3 separate regions of the Mus musculus genome follow, and all the other regions are linked to region 1. A link is a contact called in public promoter capture Hi-C data. All regions are on one chromosome and are shown on one strand. The core of a region is the stretch at or near the end of the contact, and the rest is flanking DNA. Distances in the headings are between cores, read along the strand shown. Region 1 holds the start of Nop53 (NOP53 ribosome biogenesis factor). Region 2 holds the start of Leng9 (leukocyte receptor cluster (LRC) member 9). Region 3 holds the start of Ccdc106 (coiled-coil domain containing 106).

Evidence for each region. Promoter capture Hi-C pulls out the DNA fragments that hold promoters and counts their contacts.
Region 2: a contact with region 1 is called in a promoter capture Hi-C map of second pharyngeal arch cranial neural crest. The contact joins the promoter of Leng9 here to the promoter of Nop53 in region 1. A contact is called at or near these places in 4 of 39 promoter capture datasets (cranial neural crest, frontonasal cranial neural crest, hippocampal neurons and 1 more).
Region 3: a contact with region 1 is called in a promoter capture Hi-C map of cranial neural crest. The contact joins the promoter of Ccdc106 here to the promoter of Nop53 in region 1. A contact is called at or near these places in 3 of 39 promoter capture datasets (cranial neural crest, hippocampal neurons and maxillary cranial neural crest).

Annotation. Positions count from the first base shown.
Region 1 is chr7:15,943,504-15,948,127 of GRCm38.p6, forward strand. It overlaps Nop53 (NOP53 ribosome biogenesis factor), which reads right to left and starts at 2,605. Exons shown (of 13, transcript NM_133831.3): 1 at 2,327-2,605; 2 at 1,787-1,851. The coding sequence starts at 2,550. Gm24576 (a long non-coding RNA gene) reads left to right here and starts at 2,590. Exons shown (of 2, transcript XR_391165.4): 1 at 2,590-2,797; 2 at 2,958-4,287. It also overlaps a transcript of Ehd2 not described here.
Region 2 is chr7:4,147,651-4,152,274 of GRCm38.p6, forward strand. It overlaps Leng9 (leukocyte receptor cluster (LRC) member 9), which reads right to left and starts at 2,222. Exons shown (of 1, transcript NM_175529.3): 1 at 533-2,222. The coding sequence starts at 2,025. The coding sequence ends at 568. It overlaps Leng8 (leukocyte receptor cluster (LRC) member 8), which reads left to right. Exons shown (of 16, transcript NM_001374609.1): 16 at 1-523. Cdc42ep5 (CDC42 effector protein (Rho GTPase binding) 5) reads right to left here. Exons shown (of 3, transcript NM_021454.4): 3 at 3,610-4,137. The coding sequence starts at 4,137. The coding sequence ends at 3,685.
Region 3 is chr7:5,054,075-5,058,698 of GRCm38.p6, forward strand. Ccdc106 (coiled-coil domain containing 106) reads left to right here and starts at 2,652. Exons shown (of 5, transcript NM_146178.2): 1 at 2,652-3,585; 2 at 3,725-3,829; 3 at 3,918-4,094. The coding sequence starts at 3,555. Gm15510 (predicted gene 15510) reads right to left here and starts at 3,042. Exons shown (of 4, transcript NR_166619.1): 1 at 2,679-3,042.

The DNA.
Region 1 (4,624 bases), core at 1,355-3,854:
AGGCCGAGTACAGTGGTGCACACCTGTAACACTAAAGCTCTGGAGACCGAGGCAGGAGGATTGAGTCTTTGGCCAGCCTGAGCTAAACAGAGAGAACCTAATTCCAAAAAGTTAACAGGACACAGGAATACCTGAGGAACACACACAAGGCCCCGGGTTCCACCGAGCACTGAAAATAATAAAAGCAGCAGCAACAAGCCACAAAAAGCTGAATACTGAACTGCAGGATGGTGCAGAGGCAGAGGCAGAGGCACGGCTCTAGCTACCAAGCCTGGCAACCTGAGGCCAATCCCAGGATCATGGGGGAAGAACTGACTCAGACATGGTACCCTCCAGCCACACACATGCCAGGGCACATCCTAGATGGTGTGCGCTCATTCAAGCACATGCACACCCTAACTAGAAATGAATGTAAAAACAAAAAGTGAACGCTAGCTTCTTTTATGGATAAAACGCTATAGGTTGGCCAGTTGGCTCCTACCTGTAATCCAAGCACTTGGGAGGCTGAGGTAGGAGGACGTTAAGTTCCAGGCCAGCCTGGGCCACACCGTGACCTTTTAGGTAGCCTACGTACAGAAGAAGACCTTGTCTCAAAACAAAAACAAAGCATAGCTATTACTGAATCAAAAATGAACATAACTCAGAATGATAAACGCCATGTTTCCCCTTGCACACAGAACCTAGATTTAAAACTCCATGACCTGGCCTGAGTGGGGCAGATGGAACCCATTACCTTAGATGTTAACGTCCCCGGGTCCCCACACAGCTTCCCTGGGTTCTCCCGACCTTGTCAAGAAGGTTTTCATGAACAGGACCCCTTGACTCACATCGTGCATACTAAAGTGCCTGGCTGCTGGCAAAGCTGCCAGCTTGTTCTGCAAAGCCACTGGCTGTCCTGCTGGACCAGGCACTGGCTTGTTTTCAGTACCTGCTGAACCAGGCTTCCCATTTTAAGTGTTTTTCTGCCTCCTTGGTGAAAACCCCACTCAGCAAAGCAATCCCTAACTTGCCCTTATTTTCATGTCCCAGCAGGTCCCAGCCCAAGTTCTGCTGGAGTAAAGCCATCTTGCCAAGACATGTTTCCTTCCTCCTGGCTAAAAGAGATCCTCTTGTTCTCTCTGTTTTGAGACAAGGTCTCATTGTGTAGGCCTGGCTGTCCTGGAGCTCACTATGTAGACCAGGCTGGCCTGCAACTCAGAGAAATTAACGTTGTGGGTTATCATGCTTGCTATCATATTCTTTGGGGAAGGGGGACAAAAAAAAAAAAAGCTGAATGATACAGCTCAATAAAACCAAACAAAAATGAACAACAGGTCACCTTTCTTAATCATCTCAAGCTTGTTTCAAAGCCATTCAAAGTAATTCTTTATACTAAAGACTGCCCCTTCTAGTCTCCAGTGGTAAAGCATACCTTTATTTCCAGCACTCAGGAGGCAGAGGCAAGCAGATCTAAGTTTGAGGCCAATATGGTATACATGGTAAGACTGTGGTGATGAACCACACCCAGCACTGACTCGGGGAGGCAGGGACAGGTGGATTTCTGAGTTCAAGGCCAGCCTGGTCTACAGAGTGAGTTCCAGGACAGCCAGGGATACACAGAGAAACCCTGTCTCGATCCCCCCTCCCCTCCAAACTTGTGATCAAGACTGTTTCCAAAATGAGAGAGAGAGAAAGAGAGAGAGAGTGTGTGTGTGTGCTTTGCTTTAAATTATGTCATCAATGCAGATCTCACGGGTGCAAGACTCAGAGAACCACCAGCACACAACTTCATAAGAGCACTCCTCACCTTTTCTCTTGAATCCTGTGTCCACGAAGAAGAGCTTTTCGTTTGGGGCCTCTGCCAACAAGCCACTGAAGGATAAAAATGCAGACTATTTGCCAAAGTAATGCTGGAAAGATAACAGACCCTTAGGGGTCTAACTTTTTGGGCCCATCCCAACTCTTCCTCAAACCATGGGCTACACCTGGAGCTTTCACACAGAATTTAAAATGTACCACGATGGGGTGAACGTACTTTATTCTCTTTCACTTGAAATTCAAACTCTGTAGCAAAAGGTTTTAATGCCAGCACTCCGGCGGCAGAGGAAACTTGAGTTCGGAGCCAGGCTTGTCTACATACCGAGTGCCAGGTCGTCCTACATAGTGAGGCCCTGTTTCAAATTTTAAAAAAAACTAGGGGAAAACTTAAACTTTGTTGGGATTTTCGCACGCTTATTTGTTAAAGATACTATTGATAGGTCTCCCACACCGAGCCGGGATGCCCGGTCCGTCTAGCACCAGGTCGCAAAGCGCACGGCCACGCCACCGGAAGTCCCGCCCCACGTACCCGGTCGTGCGCTCCTGTAGCCGGACGTCTTCCAGGAACTGGTCGACCTCTAACCCCAGCGGCTCCTCGGCGAGCCTCCTCCAGCCGCGCTTCTTGTTTCTGGGGCCCCGCCGCCGCCGCCTCAGAGCGGGATCCACCGAGGTCGGCCGCAGCCCCAGGAAGCCAGAGTCCGCCTGGCTTCTCGAGCCGCGCTTCTCACCGTCCCTGTTACCACCCGCAGCCATCTTCTTAAAGGAAGAGCTTAGTCGCTCTAACTCCGATATCCGGTTTGGAACGTGCGCGTCTCGAGTGACGTAATATGACGCACTTCCTGTTTGCGACCATCTTGATAAAGCGTAGTTTTTACATAGAGAGTTTTACGTCTTGGCAAAAGGATAAATCATCACGTTCAGTCTCTTCTTATTTTAAAAATGTTCGAGCCGGGCGTGGTGACGCACGCCTTTAATCCCAGCACTCGGGAGGCAGAGGCAGGTGGATTTCTGAGTTCGAGGCCAGCCTGGTCTACAGACTGAGTTCCAGGACAGCCAGGGCTACACAGAGAAACCCTGTCTTGAAAAAACAAAACAACAACAACAAAAGGCAGGGTTTCTTTGTGTAGCCTAGCTGTCTGTTAACTCACTCTGTAGACCAGGCTGACCTCGAATTCAGAGATTCGACCTGCAATTTCGGGTTGGTAGGGAGTAGGCTATGTGGATTCTTGGTTCTCACTCTGAGTAATTTACCTTACCCGGTATCATAAAATTTTACTCAAACCATTTTGTTAGTTATACAAGTTTTTTGTTTGCTTGCTTGCTTGCTTGCTTTCTTGGTTTGGTTTTTCGGGAGAGGGTTTCTCTGTATAACCCTGGCTGTCCTGGAACTCACTCTGTAGACCAGTTTCATACGTGCCTTGCCATTTTTGCTTCCCTTTGCCTTCTCACTCCTACTGAACTACCCTTCTTTCCCCCAAATGCCCTCCTCCCTTGTGTCTTTGTAGTTTTGTGACGTACTGGATTTACTAGGATTTTTTGTACCAGCAATGAGTGAAGAGTTAGTTACTAGATCAGAGGCAACTGACCAGTGTGTATGCCATTGAAGGACACCCCTCCTTCCCAAATAGTAACTGCCAAGGGACGGAGTCCAGTCAAATTTTCTTTAACTCTTTTTATTAAAGAAGATGCTGGGTGTGGGGCTGCCAAGATACCTCAGTAGAGAAAGGCTGTTGCTGCCAAGCCTCAGATTAATCCTCATAACCCATATGTTGGAAAAAGCCAATACCTGCAAGCTGTTTGTTCTTGACCTTCACAAGGTATGCTGTGGTGGCATATATGCTTACACGCCGTTATGAAATATAATGTGGCAAGGGAGTATTTTTGGAGGGCCTGGCCAAGGTGTACCCCTGAGAAGTTACACCATAAAACAGACCTAGTGTAAAGGTTTATTGGGGGGAACGCAAGAGTACTGTGGGACTTGGTGAAGGGACAGAGGCAGACAAGTGGACAGATAGACAGGCAGACAGATGGGGGGCAGAATCATGAGGGCAGAGAGAGGGGACAGAGAAGGAGAGGGAACATTGGTGGTGGAGATCAGAGAGAGAGAGCTGGGGTGGCAGGTGGGTCCTTACATCTACTGGTACATCTGGCTGCCGTAGGTCATGATGTAAGCACTGGCTGGGTCCCTGAAAGCAGGCCAATGGAATTGCCTGTATAAAACACACACACACACACACACACACACACTCTAAAAGAAAAAAAAATAGCTGGGTAGTGCTGTTCATTTTTAACCTTACCTACCTACTCAAGAGGCACTGAGGCAGGAGGATGGCAAGTTCATAGGCCACCCTGGACAGCAGAATGAGTTTAGGGTAGAGAGACTGTCTCAAAATGAAAAACAAGGGTTGGGGAATGGCTCAGTGGGTAAGAGAGCTTTCTGGGCAAACAATAAAGACCTGAATTTAAGTTCCCAAAACTTAACAAAAAAAAGGCTGAGTAATTGGCCTGGAGAGATTATTCAGCGGTTAAACTTATCATTAAAAGCTGAGTATGTGGCCTGAAGAGATGTTAAAAGCACTGGCTGCTCTTCCAGAGGACCCTGTTTCAATCTCCAGACCCCATCACATCTGTGATCCACAGACCTGTGCATGCATGAACTCAGTTTTAAAGGTCCAAATCTAGAATATTGGTGCCTAGCATCCAAGTGCCAGCCAACTATCACTGCCTCCACACCCATCCCCCATCCCCAGGCCCCTGGAAAGTGGTAGTCATCCAAAGAGATCTACAAAGGGTTTTGTTTTCAGGTCATGCAAAAGGTGGGAAACTG
Region 2 (4,624 bases), core at 972-3,471, about 12 Mb before region 1:
CACAACCAGACCAGCGCCACACCGCACTGAGGACTCCAAGGCCTTCGCGGGACCATGCCGGCCGGGCTGCCTCGTCTTACTCAAGTTGTATTAAGTTGTCTCCGTGTCCCTTCCTCCCTCTGCCCCAATGTTTCTTCTGATTTTTTTTTTTTCTTTCCCTCCTGCCTCTTCCCTTCCCACTCCCTGGTTCAACACAGGTAAAATGGTTACCCTCCCTTCTTTCCTCCCCTCTGCCTTCATGGATCACCAACTCACGTCATGTTTCCTTCTCTTTTCTCTGTGTGTGTGTTTATTTAAGTTACTTTTCTTCCTTCTCCCCTTTTCTTTTTACCCCTCCCCCTTCTGCCATGTAACTGGAGGATGTGCTATGAGGTTGCAAACAGCTGGACTGTCAGGCTGCTTTTTCCCAGATGCCTCCCTGCCTCCCTCCCTCCCTCTCCCCTCCCTTCCTTCATTCTCCTTGAGCATTGAGTACAGTACATTTTGGAAGCTTGAAACCAAAATTAAAGAGAGAGAGCGAGAACCTGTTTCTGCTTGGCCTGTTTTATCCGAAATATGAAACCTCGGTCATTTCAGGGAAATTTCTACCAAGGGAAGATAGCTATGCCCTGCTCTACCCATGCGGCAAAGCCAGAGTTTACTTAGGGGCTGCCTTCCTAGCTCCTGGTTCAGGGTGTACTCAGGCTTAGGGAGGCAGACCTGGGTTCCATGTGGTACCTTAGCCAGGGTGAGGTGCGGTTGTAGTTCTGGCAGCAGCACCACTCTAAGCCCTTCGGCCTCTAGCCTCTGATTCAGTGTTTGGGCCATACCTGTCAGTGTGGGGGAGGGTGTGGCACAGAGCACATGATGGCCCAGAAGAACCAAGTCCCTGAACTGTAGCTGGGAGGGTGCCTGAAGCCCTGGTTTCAAGATGGCTCTCCGAAGAGCTCTAGCTGCTGCAGCCTCCTCCCCAGGGCCTGTCAGCCTTAGCAAGACCACTGTCAAGTGCAGGGCCTGTGCTGGTACCAGGAACTCAGCACAAGAAGGGGCAATCCGGACCAGATGCTCTTGGGCCTTGACCACCTCAGCCCTAAGCCCAGACTCTGTCACCATCAGTGCCACAAAATGTGTGGGCCGGGGCTGGCGAGGGGCCCTTCTGTCGTCAGGCCAAACACCTGGATCCCACACATTTCCCATCTCTTCAGCAGAAAGCCCTTTCGTTTCCATGCCCTGCGCCTGCCACTGTGGAAGCAATGTAGCTCTGGGCTCCTCTACTGAGCTGATCTTCACTCCTGAGAAGTTCATGCTTGGGTCTGGCATTTCTAACTCAGTGGTCCCATTCAGCCCGGTCTCTTTGGTTGGCCCATCCACTTCAGGTGTCTCCAGGCTGGAATCAAGCCCAGTTCTGGTCTCTTTGATTGCCCCACCCTCTTCGTGTGTCTCCAGGCCCGAATCAAGACCTGTTCCGGTCGGGTTTCCACCCGCCTCTGCAAGGGCATCCTGGGTATCCAGACCCTCTAAACCCACCCCTGTTTTCTCTGTGTCGGGAATTTCTGCCGTGACCTCTGTCCAATGCTCGTCCCCGCCGTCCAGCGCATCAAGGATAGTGGGTCCCCGACCAGCCACAGAGCCCGATCCAAAAATGAGGTCAGTACGGGAGGCACGGTCCCATACCAGGCGGCCGCGGAAGCGGAAGTAGCGTATGCGGTGCTGCGGCACTGCCAACACGCCAGGTCCGAGCGCTGCCAGCGGCTCGTCCCAGCAGAAGGCGCAGAATGGCTCTTCCTGCACTCCCAGGAAGCGGTCGGTGTAGCCCACCGAAAAGTCAGCAGGGTCCAGGCGCGGGTCCCAGCGGATGCGTCGGATGACGTCAGCAGCAGTACGCAGAGCCGGCTTCTTGGACCCAGCCTCCGGTTGCGTAACCACCGGGGACGGCGCCGGGGCCCCGGGATGTGGCTGACGGCAGCGCGCACCGAAGCGACAGCGGCCCTCTAGGAAGAAGCGGCAGACCGCGGGGGCCTCAGAGGAATCGGCCGAGGCCTCCATGGGCCTTCACGCACTAAGCGGTCTCTGTCTGCAGCGTTGATCTCCAACTGTGACGCCAGGAACCCCTCCCGCCTCAGGTGGAAGGAGGCCAAAGGACCAGGCAGGGCGTCAGAATGTAACACGGGCTCTGGAGCTCTAATTTCAAGTCCAGTTTATTTACGCGTACCGGGTTTGTAAGCCACTGGGAACCCCCTCTTGCCCCGCCTGAAATGATTTACATATGTCCAGCCCCTCAGGGAGTCTTAAAGAGCCTGGCCCCGCCCAACCAGCCAATTTATGTGTGCGTCAAGCTTCTCTCTGGACATCCAGGGAGTCACGTCTTATTCCATACAACTTCTCCCTTTGGGGACTTTAGCGAGACAGTTTAGCAAATACTTGACAAGTGCCCCACCGCTGTCAGGGCCCCAAGAAAGGCTTCTCCGCATCCGATTTACATATACTCCGCAGCCTGGGTGGGGGTAGGGCTTAGACAACCCCTCCGGCCGCCTCCAGATACTTTGCATCTGCTCAGCCTCTCGAGACCTCTAGGGAGCCTGGCAGGGCAGCAACTGATTTACCTGAACACCGCAGCTTCGTTGGGAGGAGAGGAGTGGGACTCAGCGGTCTTGGCCCCGCCCCCAACCGTCTTTAAAGTTTGTAGCCAGCTCCCATGCAATTGATTATCTTACATGCCACACCTCATAACGAATAAAGTGACTCCTGGTTCTGCCTCTGTCAAGTTATTTATAAATGTCTTTCCTGGGAGCCTCACCCCTTTACCTTGGCCTCACTCCACCTGATTGTTTTACACATGCTCCGCCCCTCATTGGTCTTATCCTGGACTCAACCATGGTGAAATGGTTTCTCCTGTGCCTCCTTGTAGAGGTCGGGTTTTACTCCTGTCACCAGCCTAACGTTTGAAATATACGACCCACCCTTTTGGAAACTATAAAAACCCTTACTCTACCTCTGGTTCGGTTAATTTAAATTGGTCTTATCCCTCTAGGGACCTAAGATAGCCCCGTCCCAAAACAAACCCAGAGACTAATTCTAATTGTTCCTCCCCTCTGAAAACCTTTGAGAATTTTGCTTCACCCCCCTCCCGATATAGGTTCGGGCAGTCCTGCACCTCTAGATGTTAAAATATCTGGACGTCTCAGGCTGAACTTTGTGCCCAGATTTGTAACGCAACAGCCTCCCGCAGGGCGACACACAGTTGGTGGGACCTGAAGCCCTTCCCACGGGAACCACACCCTCGTGGCTCCAAAGGCTCGCCAACCGCTTCCCTTTGCAGGGAAGCGCCGCCCAGTCAGAGTGCACCTGGAGGGAAGTGGATGGCCAGGCGACTGTGACTCTTTATGCCAGATAGCAGCTGTCACGGGTGTTGGACTTTATCCAGGTGGTAGTGAGGATCGGTCAAGGTTTGAGGGATGAATAGGACTGTGGTAGAGACTCCGCCTTTGGGGAGGGGCATTACATGAATACGTATTCAAACTCTTAAAGGAGCATCACTGACAACTTGACTTCTAGTTGGTGGCACCCCAACTAGAAGTGGCACCACCCTACTGCTTCTGTACCCTTTCCCGCGTAAAGTGAATAGACAGTCCATGGCACAAACCTCAGCCATTTATGTGTACAAAAGTGGAGTGCTGGGAGGGAGGGGTTGAGGGAATTATGACACTACAGACCGATGACGTCGTCCAGCTGGAGGTCAGCATTTGAGCAGCAGCGGGTCTTGGGGTGCTGCACTCTAGGGTGGGCATCCCCATCGGGCTTGGTGGCTGTTGTCTCGCTGCGCTCCGCGTCCATGACGCCTAACACCGCGTCCAGCATAGAGGGGCCCAGGTCCAGGTGGAAAGACAGCAGCGGGTCCGCAGGTGAAGGCACAGCCACAGGGGGCTGTGGGGCTGCAGGTGGAGCGACAGAATGTGGGGCCACAACCGGTGGGGCTCCAGGCTCGGGAGGCGGACCGCCCCCGTGGCGACTCAGGAATGAGGTGTCCCCGAAGGCGTCGCCACCGCGTCCCACGTGCAATGTGTGCCTGAAGTCTCCGAGGGGTGCTGAGATCGAGAGTGCTCCGCGATCCAGCCGCTTCTTGGGTTGTGCAGGGCCCAGCTGCTTCATTACCGGCATCTGTGGGGACATAGGCATATCAGAGCTGCCTCATCCGGGAGCCCCAACTCTGTATCCCTATCCTACATAGTCAGCCACAGAATGCTCTCATAAAACAGGGCTATGGAAGAACTATTATTCCCAGTTAACAAATGAGGAAGCAGACTGGGAGGTTCTCAAGGTCCCTCCTGCTGAACTCAGTGACATACTTAGTTTAACACGCCCATAACTGTACCTGATCTTTGCTACTTTGTGGTTGTTTTTTCACTCTTTATCACCCTCTCCCAATCCACTTCATCCCCTAACACTAATTTCTTTATTTTTTAATTAGATATTTTCTTTATTTGCAATTCAATTTTTATCCCCTTTCCTCATTTCCCCACCAAAAAATTCCCTATCCCATTCCCCCTCCTCCTGCTCACTAACCCACCCAACTCCTGCTTCCCTACACTGGGGCATGCATGCAGCCTTCACAAGGCCAAGGGCCTCTCCTCTCACTGATGACAGA
Region 3 (4,624 bases), core at 1,402-3,901, about 11 Mb before region 1:
GGGTCCCAATAGGCAGCTTTTGGAGAACTAGCCTGGTTAATCTCCAAATTTAGAAAGAGCTTCGGGTGGGGCGTGTAACGGGAGAACCTAGACATAGCAGATGGACCCATTACTAGACCCGAGCGCGGGACAGTCCTGAAGGGCTACGAGATGTCCTGAAGGATGGCTGCTAGGTGACCTGAAGACAGCACATGGGGGAAGGGGACTGACTGAGGTCTTGATTGCGTATAGTAGGAAAGCGACTGCGTGAATACAGTGGGTAGTGGAACGCAGAAGACAATAGAGGGACCCCAGGGGTCTTATACGGATAACACAGTGGACCTTGGGCAAAACACATACCCTAAATAGAGTGCAGGTTCCTCCTTCCCACCCATTCAGCCTCATTTACATTTACGGATGCTGATGCTGCTACCTTCCTGCCCTCAGATCTGGGTGCTTCTCTCTATTGAGGCCATGGAGACCCCTCACTGTTGGACAGGTGGGTCCACAAACCCTGGACTTTCTTCTTCTATAGGGTTTCCCCAGACTTCGTCCTTTTCAGGACCCAACCAGTATCTTCTCACAGACACCCAGGGTGTCCTCTACACAGTGCTGGTGGGATGAGGAGTCAGGGAGGATAGGGCCGATGGGACTTTGGTTCACAAAAAGAGCTACAACTGTCCGGTGTGCGTTAGGGTCTTCGAGTGCGTGTCTTGCCTCCAGCGTCATCCACTTGGAGGTAAAGCCCTTCAAATGTCAAACCTGCTATACAGGTGGTGGACAGCCCACAGCTGTTTGCTCTGCCCTTGCTCCTTTCGGGATTGGGGCGAGTTGGCTCAGAACAGCTGTGTGCACTCAGGGGATAGCTGTTCCAGTGCCTTCCTACCCTGCCCGTGCTGCTTTACCGAGCAGGAGCCATTCCAGAAGCATATTCAGAGGAAGCATCCCTGCACTGCCTCTGGGGACCGCGGGGATCATGGGTCTCCTCCTGAAGTTCTCAGACAATGGCCTGAGTGCCAGCCTGGCTTTCAGAGCCCTAGACACAAACCCAGCCTTGCCTCGAAGAGTCTCTGAGCTGTCAGGGCATCATAGTGCTTTGGAGGTATATGGAAACGAGCCCTCATAGAGAACAGCCCTGCCCCTTGAACAGTTGGGATATTTATTATTACGGATTCCTGATAGGAGGAAGGGAGGACCATGCTGTTTGGGGAAACTCTTGCCTGGGAAGTTTTAGTGGGTAGTCAGAGGTCTCTATTTTGACACTGGAAGTAGGGACCTTATATTGAACACTCAATGCACACCACACCCCATTCTCAATCCTTACTTACATTTTGGGAGACATTTTAGTTTATGCTATCTGGAACAAAGACCTTGACTGGGTAATGGGAAAGTCTGCCGTTTTCCTCTGGGAGTTAGGCCTACTTCAGTTTCCCCAAACCTGCCATTTATTTATTTATTTATTTAGATAAGGTTGTAATGTAGTTCAGGGTGACATTGGATTTATGATCTTGCCTCCACTTCCAGAATACTGAAACTCTGGGCTTTGTGCATGCTAGGCACCTTACACACTGCGCAACATTCCTAGCATCTTTGGGAAAAAGGTTCTGAACACTACCCCTTCCCCACCCAAACTACAATCCACATTAATATACTTAAAAAAATAGCATCTTAGAGCATAAGCACAGCTTTATACAGTTCACCTGGCTTTATACAATTCTCTGTGGTTTGAAATACTGATCTAGGGCAGGTGGTTCCCCCTGGACTTGCTGACCCAGGATGCAGTTTATTTGTAAAAATGAACTGCTTAGTCTTGGTTGACACATTCAGTCTTCCTCTGCAAGGATGGTTTAAGTCATGCCTCTTAGGGCTTCAGAACCCCAAAGAGGATGCTGCTTGTGAACCGGAGAGGCAGTGTAGGTCTAATAAACATGTCTTCGCTGCTCCTTTCCTCTGATTGTGTGTGTGTATGTGCCCTATGCAGATAGCCTCTTTACACGACTTCTTTTGGGGCGGAAGGGAGAGGGGGAGTGTCTTAAAGGCTGTGCATCTACACCGACTGACTTCAAATAATATCAACAGCGCTTGGATCTTAAGCTCCAAGAGTGGTCCGGTTCTGGGCTGAGCCTTTGGTATGTCACACAACTACATCCTCTCAAAGGCTTTTAAGAGTAACTTCCCACTGAACAGGTGAGTAAACTGAGGCCATGGAGGAATGAGGAGCAAGGACTGGAGTGTAGCTGTTCCACAGGTGGCTCCAGTGTGGGCTATTCCTGACCCACACTTTGCGGAGAAGTAACCACCACACAACCCATTCTCACATCCTGGTCCTCTTATTCCTTTAATCCTTTTCGTGGATGGGGGTGGGTGGAGGTTATGGTAGGTTGGAGCGGCTAAGACTAAAGGTATGCATGTATTAATCAGCTACTTAGGGATCATTAAAGGAGACTCAAATTTCACTTCAATTTTCCTTACTGCCTCATACCTTCTGACTTTTCTCGGCCCACTGGTCACATAGCCACTCACCCGGAGGACCCCCGGAACCGCATCAGCTGTGCAGGATGAGAATTTCATGAGGATCCCTGCCTAGGCTTTGGGAAAGGAGGGGGGGGGGGTTGTGTGTGGGGTGGGGGTTGGAGGGGTGTTGCAAGGGGCTATCGCGCAAGTGCGGTCCCGACCTCCGCGCAAACGGCGGGCCTCACCTGGGCTCCAGGAAGAGGCGCCCCAGGCTCGGCAGGCCTGATTCGGTTAGTGCCCACGTCTCCGCGCTCCGCCATCCAGTTCTCCCCCTCCTCTGCCGCTACGCCCGCTTACTGGTGGGTGGGCGCTTCTCTCCGCGACACTTTGCAGACGCTCCCCTGCGCTGGGCATGGGCGCCGCCACTGCCGTCGGTCCCGGGGCTGGAGTCCGTGCGCGGGTGGGTGAGAGCGGGGCCTCGGCCCCTTGTACCCTGAGCACCCAAAGGCGGGGAACGGTGCCCACGGTCGACACCCCCATGCCGGTTGCCCATTCTGGGACCCTTCGCCACGGTCGCCCCCTCCCACTTGTGGGACAAAGGGTGGGGGCGCATCCCCACGCGTGACCTCCCACGCACTGCGCACGCGCCCAGCTCCCACTTCGGGGAGGGGCTTTACTCGCCCACGCGAGTGCGGGAGGAATGGGCGGCTGGGACAGGGGAACGCTTGCAGGATGGACCCCCTACCCCAAGAATGGAAGTTAGGGGTGGTTGTTTCTCCATTTATGGCATTGGGTTCGGAGATGGGCCATGATGAAGGGCTTTCTCATTCAGGCCAGGTCTCCCTGTGGTGTTGACCCCACGAGGAACCAAAGAATTTAAGGGCCGAGCCCCTTCACAACCAAGATTCCTCTCGCTGAGCCCCCTCGCTCTGGGTACATACTTTGGAAGCCTCTGACTCTGTCCAGAAGTATGGGTCCTTTCCTCCCTCAGACTGGTGATCCTTCCTTACTCCGGAGGGACAGGTATTCCACCTCTCCAGGGACTGCCGACTTTTGGTGACCTGCTTCTGTCCAGTGCCCCCAAGGGCTCAGTTGCTGGGTCTGCAGGAAGCCTCCTCGATATGAATGACAGAAACAACCGTTGGCGGACAAGTGAGGCACCTGGGGACCCTTTCTTTTCCCATCCTTGGTCTGACATTCTGGTTCCCTCTGTCCATGGGACAGCAATGGTTGGGGGTGGTCTATAAGGTTCAGGCCACTTCTGGGGTGACCTCTGCTGACCTCTCTGCAGTGAAGGACGAAGAGACCTTTGAGATCTCCATTCCCTTTGAAGAGGCACCCCACTTAGACTCACAAATCTTATACCGTCTGAGTCCGTCTCGGAGAAATGTTGAGGGTGAGCTGAGAAAGGGCATTGGAGGGACTGGAGTCAGGTGGGGTACTGCCTCACCCTGGGGCATGACCTCCGTCCCTGCTGTTCTTAGAGCCTCCAGAGGGCGCCTCCCCAACCCTGGCCCTGATGAGCAGTGTTAAGGCCCAGCTGCACATGGCACTGGAGAGGAACTCGTGGTTGCAGAAGCGCATTGAGGACCTGGAGGAGGAGAGGGACTTCTTGCGGTGTCAGCTGGACAAATTCATTTCCTCTGCCCGGATGGATGCAGGTGGGGGCACACAGTCCCCCAGGACCCGCAGAATTCAACACCCAATGTTGGTTGGACCTGATGGGGACTTGGCATCTTATCCTTCCACTAAGGCCCATGCCTATTTTAGGGCCTTCCCCAGCCATTTCCTTCTTGATTTCAAAGACTTCTCTCATTTCCTATCTTGTGATGAGACTGCCCTGTAACTCATCAGCCTCAAGCACTTGGCATAACTGTCTCCCAGAGTCTATATTTCCAGCCCAGGTTCCTCATCTTAGGGGAAATGTCCCTTTGTCAGTAGACCCATTGCAGTCTACTGGATTCCTCAGAGGGGCCCTGCCAGCACCCCAGGATTTCTGAATGATGCAGTCATCATCCATTAGAGGTACCCTGAAATACCAATCAGGGTTCTGTCTTCCCTCTACCCTGCTCTACATTATCATGCCTCATGTTTCTTATTCTTCAAAGGCTGTGGGGGTCCCAGTACCTCTGTCTCCTAAGCTTCACCTTAGGGTCCTGAGCGGATCCCACTCCCTTGTCTTGCTCTAATC